Regions from separate parts of the Hordeum vulgare genome. Here region 1 is linked to region 2. The links are chromatin contacts, called in public Hi-C maps. All regions are on one chromosome and are shown on one strand. The core of a region is the stretch at or near the end of the contact, and the rest is flanking DNA. Distances in the headings are between cores, read along the strand shown.

Region 1 (6,114 bases), core at 3,611-6,110, 630 kb before region 2:
CCTCAACACTCAGTCACTCTCTCATAGAATTTGGCTTGGTAGATGAGGATGATTGGGTGGAAAGCAACTTGGGGAGGCCAGAAATCAAGAATCATATGGTAGGAATGGAATATCTTTATCTCAAGACATGAGTAGGTGGTTCTCTCTCGAAAAGTGGATGGTGGAAGTGTAGACTTGTTCTGAGTGCTCTCTCTGCGAATGAGACGGTAGTGAAGGTTTATATATAACCATCTTCAAAAATACAACCGTTACAACATTATTACCCAACTCAGTGACATCGAAGTTAAAACTCAGTGCAACCGACTAGTGCAAAATGTCCCAACTTTCGGCTTTTCGATGAGACCGGGAGAAACATCTGGGTGAGACCGCTTCGGCTTAACCTAGACAACTCCAGTATTTCGGAGGTTCCGAAAATGAAATCTAAAAAATTCTGGAACTCAAAAGCTCGACCACAAAAATTTAGTCACTGCTTTTTGGTTTCACCAAACTCAGTCTCGGTTCTACCGAGGTGCTAGGGTTTGGCATGGGTTCTATGTGGGGCTAATTCGGTAAGACTGAAGTAAAAAAAACTGGTTTCACCGATTGCGGTAGTTTAGGGTTTTCGACAGAATCTTTTGTGAGAATTTTCTTCAGGCTTTTGATGGCATACCTCTAAGCACTTGAGCAATCAAATCATCATCGATACCTCATCCCGTCTTAATAGTATTGGCTTTCCTATGGACTCAATTTTGATAAAATCACATAAAAATGTAGAGTCTTGGAGCTTTTGCCAATAAGAGTTATTTCATCTTAGGGGGTCCTTCTCACAATTCCTAACCAATGCAGTCATTGAAATTTCTTGAAATGTACTTGATAAACTCATTAGTTCAATGAACTATATGTTTTTTGTTAATTAGCAAAACCACCTAGAGAGAAGTTGTACTTTCATAATCACAAATTACAACAACCTTGGACATAGAGCAGTCACATAATTAAGCACAAGAGCAGTCACACAATTAAGCTACAAACAAAGGGAACAACACGTAGTCAAGGAACCAACAGGAAGAACTTGCCCATGAGAGTGAGGAACCAGCAGATGGGTCGCTCATGCCGCCATGGCCGAAGTGGCGGCTCCCTCCATCCCGTATTCCCGTGGGAGGGCGTTGCCTAGGAAGGTTGGAGAACATCGTCGCGAGGGAAGGCTGGAGAAGAGCGTCGTGAGTGGAGGCTTCAAAGGGGAGTCGGGTGCGTTGTGTGTGGGTTAGCTTAGGATGGGTCTGGGTCACTTACAAAGTGGCCTCACAAGTAGCAGGGGTAACCGGTCTTTTGAGAAAATGCTGACAACACATTGCCTGGTTAATTAGCTAGGAAAAGCGGTAGCTAGGAAAAACGGTCAACTCACAGGCCTAACAAAATGGCATTTACGATATGCTGTTAAAATTTAAGAATGAAAAAAATGAAATGTCGAATTTTAAAGTGGCGTAAGAAAAATTGTCAAAATCTGGAGTGACGGAAACAAAATTTTCCCGTAAGAAACTGCTAGAGGAGGTGCTAAGTGATGTGATGGCAGGTGTAGCACGAGCCAGGTCAAAATAAGAACGCTAATAGTATCTAGAGGAGGTGCTAAGTGATGTGATGGCAGGTGTAGCACGAGCCAGGTCAAAATAAGAACGCTAATAGTATCTGACGTTCGCTCACAAAACCACGTTCAATATACTGGCTCAGTCTTTTAAAAATGTTTATAGATGTATAACCGTTTGTGTTATTAAAAAGAACTAACACTTTAGAATTACCATGTGAACATGGACGAAATTTGCCTGATCTTGCATAAGGATTGTTATGTTATAATGTAAAAATTACAATGTTGAAAATTGTCATGCTGGTTAAAGGGAGTCAAAGAAAAAAAATGTGAAAATCGGCATGCTCTAGAAACAAAATTTGCTATCTTAAAATGTGTTCACTCAAATTATCATCGTTACGAACATTTAGTGCCCCTCTCACCATGAGAGATACTCTTATATTATAAGACAAAATGAGTAGGTAAAAAATGTATTTCCTCTATAAACTAATATAAAAGTGTTTAGATCACTACTTTAGCAATCTGAACACTCTTATATTAGTTTAAGGAGGAAATAGCACCTAATAAAGCACATATAAGTGAAAGTACTATCACGCTCCTTATATTACCACATAAATAAAACACATATAAGTGGAAGTACTATCACGGTCCTTAGCATCTATAGGTGAATATATAAAAGATATAAAATGCTGATGCTCTCTACCGCGGAACGAAAAGAAATCGCATACATGCTGAACAGAGTTGTTCCAATACAGATGATTACCAAAGAGTGGAGAGCTATATTTCTTGGATAGTTTCAATCTTGTCGTCACCATTACCATGACTTGAGCAGATAAGAACACAAGTAGCACACCCACGATACATGCACCTCTAAACACACTGAAAAAAAAAGACTTGCACCGTTGCAGCACTGGAGCAATGAATAGAGATATTACTTGCTGCGACAGGTAAAACTAATTTTATTCAGAGGCTTCGCTAAGTGTTTGCTCAGGCAGAAGGCTTCTCCCACTTGAGGGGCTTCACAACCTCCCAGGTGAAGTCCGCGCCATCCCTGCCGAAGTGCCCGTATGCCGCCGTCTTGAGGTAGCGCCCGCTCCCGCCCCTCTTGAGGTCAAGGTTGATGATGATCATGCCTGGCCTGAAGTCGAAGTTCTCCTTAACAATCTCGAGGATCTCCTTGTCAGGGATCTTGCCCGTGCCGTATGTGTCAACAAAGACAGAGAGTGGTTCAGGCACGCCAATAGCATAAGACACCTGGACGATGCAGCGGCGGGCAATGCCACTGGCGACAATGCTCTTCGCCGCCTGCCTTGCAATATATGCACCACTGCGGTCAACCTTGGTTGGGTCCTTGCCAGAGAAAGCGCCTCCACCATGAGCTCCCCAGCCACCATAAGTGTCAATGATGATCTTCCTGCCAGTGAGACCAGCATCGCCATGAGGTCCACCAATGACAAAGCGGCCAGATGGGTTGAGATGGAAGATGGTATTCTCATCAAGGTACTGCTCTGGGATGACAGGCTTAATCACATGCTCCTTCAGATCAGCAGCAATCTCATCGTTGGTCACTGTCTCATCATGCTGGGTAGAGATGAGCACAGTGTGGACACGTATAGGGACCATGGCACCATTGTCATTGTGATACTCCACAGTCACCTGGGTCTTGCCATCAGGCCTCAACCACGGGCAGGTCGCGTTCTTGCGAACCTCGGTGAGACAAGCTCCAAGCTTGGTAGCAAGAACATGGCTGAGGGGCATGAACTCAGGAGTCTCATCAGTTGCATATCCAAACATATGGCCCTGGTCACCAGCGCCAATCTCCTCAGGCCGCTTGGTAAAGTGGCCATGGACACCCTGAGCGATGTCAGGGGACTGCTGCTCAATGTTGACAAGTACCTTGCAGTGGTCAGCATCAAGCCCTACATCATTGGACACAAAACCAATGCCACGGCAAGTGTCCCTGACAATCTTCTCATAATCAACATTGGCCTTGGTAGTGATCTCACCGAAAACCATGACCATGTTGGTCTTGGTGCATGTCTCACAAGCAACCTTGCTGTCAGGATCTTCAGCCAGGCATGCATCTAGCACAGCATCAGATATCTGGTCACAGAGCTTGTCAGGGTGCCCCTCATTGACAGACTCAGATGTGAAGAGAAAGGTTTCAACTTCAGCCATCTTCTTTGGCCTACACAAAACGTGATCAGTGTCTCAGAACATAAGAACTGCCATAAAAGGAAAACACTCTAGAGGTTAGAAACTTGGATTTGAAATACCATATTCGACATACATACAAACTATTTTACTTTCTTAAACTCTAATGAAATGAGCTGCTCGTGAGTTTTAGCAGTTGTGTGAATGCCCACAAGTCATTCTCCTCCCTATTGTAAAAAGTAGGCAGTGGTAGGGACATGAAATACAGATACCCTAACCAAAGCGGCCTACAATAATCAAGTTGCACAAACAGGACAAGATTCCACGAATAAAAGAATCAACCAGTGCACTCAACGCGCAGGGCTGTAACTTGCGAATCAGCACCTCGGGACACAGCAGTATAAATTCTATTCTTCCCAGGACAAGGTCCTAAGAACAACATAAATCACTATTATTCACAGCACAAGGTACCTATCCAATTGCGCTGTGACCAAACTGTTCAGCCACTGTCCAGCAACTAAATCGCAGCCACTATTTCGCAGCATAAGGCACCAATCCAATTGTACTGTGACCAAACTACCACTCGCAATCCATTGTTCGGCACCAAATCCCAGATAAATGGACCGGGTACTATTAATCTCTGCGTACAGAATAAGCACATACAGATCACTACTAATATCAAATCTCTCGACTGGTTCACAGGATGAATAATGGCCGCAGTACACCCAATCTCGAAAGGATTTCAGAGAGAAAAAAGGGTGGCGAAATCCCCAATCACGAGGATCTAGCTGGTCGCCGCGAACCTGGGCGGCACTTCCTCTAGACAACAAGTTGACAAGAAATTAAGCGCAAATTTCACCGCGAAGTACCGGGGCGGCGGATCAAGACGAGGCCCGTTTCTAAAGCCCTAAGCGACAGGCACAACAAACGCGTACCAGATCGGACCGCACGATGGAAACGGAAGCAAAATGAAGCCGCCTACTAGATCGGAACGAGCGTAAGCAAAATGAAGAAGAAGACTGGCGGGAGGAGGGGCGCCTCACCTTGTTCGCTTGTGGCGGAGGCGGCGGCGGGGCTACGGGATGACGTTGACACTCGAGCACAGCACGGCGTAGGGGGGAGGACCAGGATCGTGGGCTCGGGATTATATAGAAGCCGCGGCAGAGTGGGGCGGGCATGGGCCGTTGGATGGCATCGGATGGTGGTGGTGGAAGACCCGACGACAGCGGCTCGTACCCACCTAGCCGGCGTCAAGACGCGTGGCGGTCGTTGGACGAGCATGGTGGCCCGTGCACGTCTCTGGTGTACAGTTTTCAAGCACTGAAAATGGTTAACGCTAATTACGTGCAATTTGCTATATTAACTACTGGCCAATTTAACTTTCTTCAGTTTTTGGAAACTAATTTCGGGAGTTGAGGAAACTAATGGCTCCAGCAAAATGTGATTTCATGGCCGAATTAGTTGACTCAGATTTGTCTAGATACAAATCGCTTTAGTGTGTGTTAGATACATCCATATCTTGAAAAATCTAAAACAATTAATTCAAAAAAGATAATATATTTTTAAAATTAGATGCACGTAGACACGTTTTAGTACGTTTGTTCACTCATCTAATTCATATCTAGCTCACATTGAAATATCCAAAACATCTTAAGCGGGGGAGTAAGTTGCTTCCTTTAGAAACTAAATTCGTTTCCAAAGTCTTTTAGTTTTGCTTCATATGAAATATTTTGCTTACAATTGTGATGAACTTCATTTTCAATGCAATCTAAAAAAAAAGAAAGCGCAAGCAACCATCGGCTTTAAATTTACAAAGTCCAAACTAAGTCTAGTGAGTTTTGTTTTGTTTAATGATCACGAGGAGGAGGATTCCCGCCTGAATATATATTGCTAAATTTTTTACCAAAAGCAAAAATCATTCCTTGAGATTTCGCTGATCCAGTTTATAAGAAAATTGGATCAAAAATCTAAACAAGTTGACACCGTTTATGAGGAAAACAGGGCAAAAACCGTACACGTAACAAGGCTAGTGAGTTAGAAAATCTTAACAACCAAATTTACACACAAAAAAGTGGGATGAGCTTCCAAACGCTAGAAACTAACGGATAAAGAGCAACTGCTTACATAGAGTATGTTTTGGTTCTGAAATACGGAAGACACTACGTGGCACCATAGGTGGTCATCGCCCTTCCCCCTTTTGATGGCATGGATATGTTTAAGTTTGTAAAACGCTTTGGTCACACTAGCCATGTCGTTCATCTCCCGAGTGGTGCCCATAGCTGGAGGGGAAAACACAATTGAAAATACAATTATCCAGATTGAAAGTAACAACATTTTCAATAGCAAGTTTATGGAATATAATCCATGAAGCCCGCACTAGGGTGGCAAAAACAATGTCAAAC
Region 2 (5,826 bases), core at 1,880-4,379:
TGTAAAGACCATGTTATGATTGTCTTGACGAAACACTTGGCAATATACTTTAGTAAATAGCACATTGAAACCGATATCGGCTAGTCTAGATACAGAAAGAAGATTGTATCCAAGGGATTCAACAAGCATGACATTTTGAACGGAACTATCATGTGATATGGCGACCTTACCAAGACCAAGTACCTTACCCTTGGAGTTGTCTCCAAAAGTCACATAACTCCATGGCCTGGTGTGATCTCCCGAAACATGTCTCTATCTCCAGTCATGTGATCGGTGCATCCACTATTGAGAATCCACTCTTTTCCTCCGGACATGTAGTCTTTGAAGTTTGTCATGAGACATAGACTCTTCATAGTCTTCTCATATTCCATGTCAAATTTCTCATCTTCATCGTGATAGCAATGTTGCACATCGTCATCATCAAGTGTAATATCCTCGTCACAAAAATCAAGAGATTCGTTAGAATTGTGACCATGACAATGTTCAAGTTTATGAATATGAATGGCTTCAACAACGATGTTATTGATGGTCATGACATCTCCTTTAGCACGCATGAGGTAAGGAAGCTCAAAAAAGTGTTTTTCAAAGTTGGGATCACTAGACTTCATTTTGTGAAAGACAATAGTTTTATGGACAATAATATCAAGATTTTTTAAAGAGTAGTGTGGATATCTTCTCTCCGAATATTTTCACAAAGTATAAGCACACTCAAAGTTTTTCATTTGATCAAACACAATTCTTGGTAATCTTTAATGATAAGATTAACAGTTCTGAGATTACGAAGCATATCAATTTCTTCCTCTTGAGAAGGATGTAAGGGATCAATGGGAGACACATAGGGATTTTCAACATACTGGCTTAAATGAAATTCATCAAACAGATCAAGCATTTTGTCTTTCCATTGACTATAGTACTCCCCATTGAGCATATGCACTCTAGATTAAGACTCCACAAACTAGGCACATCCATCTTTCTCCAATAGTGATTAAACCAAATCTATGGAGACCAAAGCTCTAACACCAATTGTGGGATCGAGAAGGGATGTCTAGAGAGGGGTATGAATAGACTACATGGCAAAATAAAAACCAAACCTTTTCCCAATTTTCTTGGTTGGCAAGTTTTAGCAATTCTAGCAAGTCTAGCACACCCTACACATGCAAGTCAACTAATATAGCAGCGGAAAGTAAAAAACATGCACATGAAAGTAAGGAGTAGAGATACGAAGATCAAACTCACTCTTATTCCCGCCAATTCTCTCTGTGGACTTCATCTCAAATAAACTAGATAAATCTATTAGTCCAACAGACAATGTATGTTGTCATAAATTATCAAAACCATCAAATAAACATATGTGATTTGACTATACCCTATGAGCACTTCAGAGAGACTGAGTCGGCATATCATCTTGAGATTGTGAAATCACCGCACCCGTCTCGTCATCGACGAAAATGTCTCTTTTCAATGAACGTGCATCGCCAAAAATCTTAAAATAAATACAGAAATAATATAAGTATTAGGACTTAAACCTTGATGAGCTGAAAATACCACTATCTATTTAACTATCCAATCACAGGTTGGTTCGCATGCGATACGCGCTGATCGTGGGATGGCTTGGTTAGACCATCGTGATGTGCGTTGGTGCGTGACCAGGCCGTATCATAAGCTAATACTAAGTTAGATCGACATGTAGGTGGCTCTGGGTTAATTCATGTATTTTGTTTTGTAATTAATTTAATGAAGATGCCTCTATGGAGAGGCCGGTATTATCCTCCTTGAGAAAAATCCGAACTGATCAGTTGACTTCAATCTCAGCACAATGCGATTTTGTACGCAAGCTTTGTAAACATCTCAGCAAACCCGCAGGCTTTAGCGCTGGCAATGCAAGAACAAGTACGAGTGTACGACGCCTTGAAAAACTCAAGTCATTCCATCGAGCACATGGACATCACGCAATGCTCAATGAAAGAAAACAAAATCCTCTCCACGATGACGACGCATCAAAGGACGCTCACACGAGAAACAGTTCGTCGGATTATTATTCACTACTAGACACGACTCAGGCAAGAAGCAGAGCAGGCGCGGCTCAGAGCGCATTGAGCATCTCCTCGGCGCTGCTGGTGGTGAAGGCGCCGCCCTCCTCGAGGTTGAGCACCTTGACGACGCCGTCGTCTGCGAGGAGCGCGTAGCGGCGGGACCGCACGCCTAGCCCCATGGGCTTGTCGGAGAGGTCCATCTCCACGCCCAGCGCGCGGGTGAGCTCGAGGTTGCCGTCCGACAGCAGCAGCACGTCGTCGCCGAGGCCGAGGCTCTCCTTCCACGCCTTCATCACGAAGGCGTCGTTCACCGAGACGCACGCCACGGTGTCCACCCCCTTGGCGCGCAGCTCGCCCGCCTTCTCGACGAACCCCGGCAGGTGCTTCTGCGAGCAGGTCGGGGTGAAGGCGCCCGGGACAGCGAAGAGCACGACCTTCTTCCCCGCCGTGAGGTCGCCGACCGTCACCGTCTTCAGCTCGCCGTCGGCTGGGTCGAAGTAGGAGAGCGTGGCGTCGGGCAGCTTGTCGCCGACCGCGATGGTGGCCACGACCGGGGATGCCGATGCCGCGGACGCCGCGAATCTCCTTTCCCCCGGAAGAACGGCGGCGCGGAGGCGGGCTGGGGCGGCGATGCGGCGGGAGGCGAAGGCGAGCGACGGGGAGGAGAGGACGAAGCGCCTGCCGGCGGCGGCGGCCGACGAGGACAGAGCGGACAGCGACGCGGTGGCCATGGAGGAAGGACGAGGCGATGTATTCGAGGAAATGCTATCTGTTCGGCCTTGGGAAGAGCGTGAGGGTTTCCCTTGGGTTTTGGATGGAAGGAACGGCCGGGTGCGACGTGATAGGTGGAGCAGCGCCAATTTTGGTTGGTTCGTTGGACGCGGGGGCGGAATGGGTGGACGTCGTGCTGTTGCCCTGGATTAGGCAGTCAGCCCAGCACTTGGTTGGGCCATACCTGGCCAAACGGGCTGGCACGGGCCGCTGCAAACGGGCCTCGCACAGCACGTTTACCGATCAGGCCGTGCCATGTTAGCATGTGGGGTGCGCCTTCGGGCCTAGGCACGGCCTGGTTAATAAACGGACCGTATGTTGACCCTGACCCGATTAACACGTTGTGTTGTATATTTTTAGTTTCATGAACTTATTTTAGGTCTATTGATCTGTATATCACACACACACGCACGCACGCATGCACGCACGCACACACACACACACATATATATATATTAAAAAATTAAATATATATAACAAAATGGATCGTGTCGTGTCGGCCCACGTGCCGAGCCTCCAAGCCCAGGCACGGTCCGAGACGTGCTGCGTGCCGTGCACGAGGACGATTAGAGTGTGTCGGGCTGTCGGGCCTGCCCAATTGACACGGCCCATTTGGCCAGGTATGGGTTGGGCCTCTTTCATACTCTCCGTTCGTATTCTTTTTCTTATCAAGATCGCTGCAGTCCTCACCTCCTATGCAGTGGTGCAGGAGGGAGCTCCTAATCGGCGCATTAAGCGCCGATTCGGATAACTAGCGCCTACAACGTCTAGCAATGGTCCGTGGCCAATAAAGTAAATCCACTACTGTTTGCTTTTGCTAGGCTCGTTTGATTTTTTTCGAATGAGATGTGCAATTGTTTCAGGAAAAAGACCGGTTTTGGTTTTTTACAGTTCTGAATATGACGTGTAAATAAAACTATTCATAGATTTATTAAGAAAATAAAAAAATTCATGAATTTGAAGAAAGTTTTGAATTTGAAAGAAGTTCATCAATTCCGAAATAAATTCATTGTGTCTTAAATAGGTCATCGTTTTTGGGAAAAAAAAAGTTCATCAATTTTAAAAGAGTTCATCGAATTTCAAAATTAGCTCATTGTTTTTCATCAATTTTTTAAAAAAAACATCAAATTTGAAAAAAAAACATTAATTTTGAAAAATGTTCATTGAATTTGCAAAAAGTTCATAGTTTAAATTTTTTTGATCAAAACTTAAGATAGTTTATCAAAATTTGATAAATTTCATTGTTTTAGAAAAAACTTAATAAAAACAAAAATAAGAAAATAAGAAAGGAAGAAGAAAAAGCAAATAAGAACCAGACGAAAAACTGCCCAACGAACCAGGGAAAACTGATTTAGACAGTTTTATTCTCAAAACTGGGGGCTTCCTGCAAATAGAAAAGGTATATAAAGGGGAAAAGATATAACTTTTCACATCATTTGAAAAAAATCATATCTTTTAAAAAGGTTCATCAATTTGAAAAAAACTTCATATAAATTGAAAAAAATCATCCAATTTAGAAAAAGTTCATTACATTTTTCAAAAGTTAGAAAAAGTTCATTACATTTTTCAAAAAAACATTTCTACAAGGCGTGGCAAAATAAACAAAATGGATGCTTTGAAAATGCGCATTTTCAGAGTGTCTATATTGTTTATTTTTCCACGCCTTGTAGAAATGTTAGTTCATGCCAAATTTTTGCATGCAGTTAGAACTTTTGTAAAAATTGGCCTAAAAAAACTTTCAGAATTTTTTAAACATTTTTCGATTTTTTTCGATTTTACTGTTCATCCGAGCTCAAATGAGCTCGGGAGCACAAAGGCACTTTCGCTCTAAAATGTCTTATATTTAGGAATGAATGTAGTAAAAGCTAACCACTCGATTAACTATTTGTTAGTGATTGTTCTCAGCGAGAAACTTTTAAGAGTAAAATAGTAGAGGTGTTATTTATTGCGCACTAAATATACAATTTAGTTATTTCAATTATCCGAAAACATGTTCATAGATTTCAAATGAAGTTTACGACCATGCAAAAAAAGTTTACGTATTCAATAAAAAGTTCACCAAATGGAAAAAGTTCACAGATTCAAAAGAAGTTCATTTTTAATAAAAGTCTCAATATATTTCAAAAAAATTGCACTCGAAAGTGTTTCTGAATTTGAGAAATCCCAGAAATCGAATAATGTTCATGGGTTTATTTTTTTTTAATCAATTTGAAAACATATTGAATTTGTAAAAAAGTTCATAAAATTTGAAAAAAGTTTGTTCAACTTTACAAAACAGTTCACTAATTTTAGGAAAGTTCATAAATTTTGAAAATAAGCTCATCGGTTTTGAAAAAACTTTCATTCATATTAAAAAATAGTTCACAATAAAAACAGTTCATTCTTTTTTTTAAAAGTTCATCATTTTTTTAAAAAGGTCATCAATATAGGAAAAAAGATCATCGAATCCAAAAAAGTTCATCGATGTTGGAGAAAAGATCATAGAATCCGAAAAAAGTTCATCAAAATTTAAAAAGTTCATCAATATTGAACCAAAATTCGTTTATATGAGCAAAAGGGAAAAATAATAATAAAAAGTTCATCAATTTTTAGAAAAGTTCATCAACATAATAAAAAGTTGTATATATTGAAAGCATCGGAAGTAATAGAAAGTTATTCGATTTGTTCTAAAATGCTCAAAAAATCGCAACTCCAAAACGATGTTCAAAATATAGAAAGATTTTCATTATTCTCAAAAAATGTACTGATTCCAAAAAACGTTTGCATTTTTAAATAAATCTTTGGTATTTCTAAATATGTTTATGTGTTTCATAAAGTTTTCTTTTTTTCCAAAAAAATAGCTTGTATTTTCAAAAATAGATCAAAATTTCAAAACATGTTCATGTTTCACATTTGTTCATAGTTTTAAAAAAGGTTGCCTTATTTACCAAGAAAACAACATATTATTATATTCAATCACCTTTTGAATTCAAGATTTTTTTTTTTTGAATTTTGTGAACACCTTTTGAATTTGAGAGCATTT

What was found. A called contact is a pair of places that touch in the nucleus more often than the background predicts.
Region 1: a Hi-C map of leaf shows a contact between it and region 2, with 3 times the contacts expected there. The contact joins the promoter of LOC123405986 here to the promoter of LOC123403884 in region 2. A contact is called at or near these places in 2 of 6 Hi-C or Micro-C datasets (leaf and seedling) and 1 of 1 datasets of contacts at active chromatin or transcription factors (embryo).

Annotation. Positions count from the first base shown.
Region 1 is chr6H:159,072,923-159,079,036 of MorexV3_pseudomolecules_assembly, reverse strand. LOC123405986 (S-adenosylmethionine synthase 4) reads right to left here and starts at 4,860. Exons shown (of 2, transcript XM_045099492.1): 1 at 4,756-4,860; 2 at 2,318-3,746. The coding sequence starts at 3,736. The coding sequence ends at 2,546.
Region 2 is chr6H:158,445,416-158,451,241 of MorexV3_pseudomolecules_assembly, reverse strand. LOC123403884 (peroxiredoxin-2E-2, chloroplastic-like) reads right to left here and starts at 3,129. Exons shown (of 1, transcript XM_045097796.1): 1 at 1,809-3,129. The coding sequence starts at 2,764. The coding sequence ends at 2,084.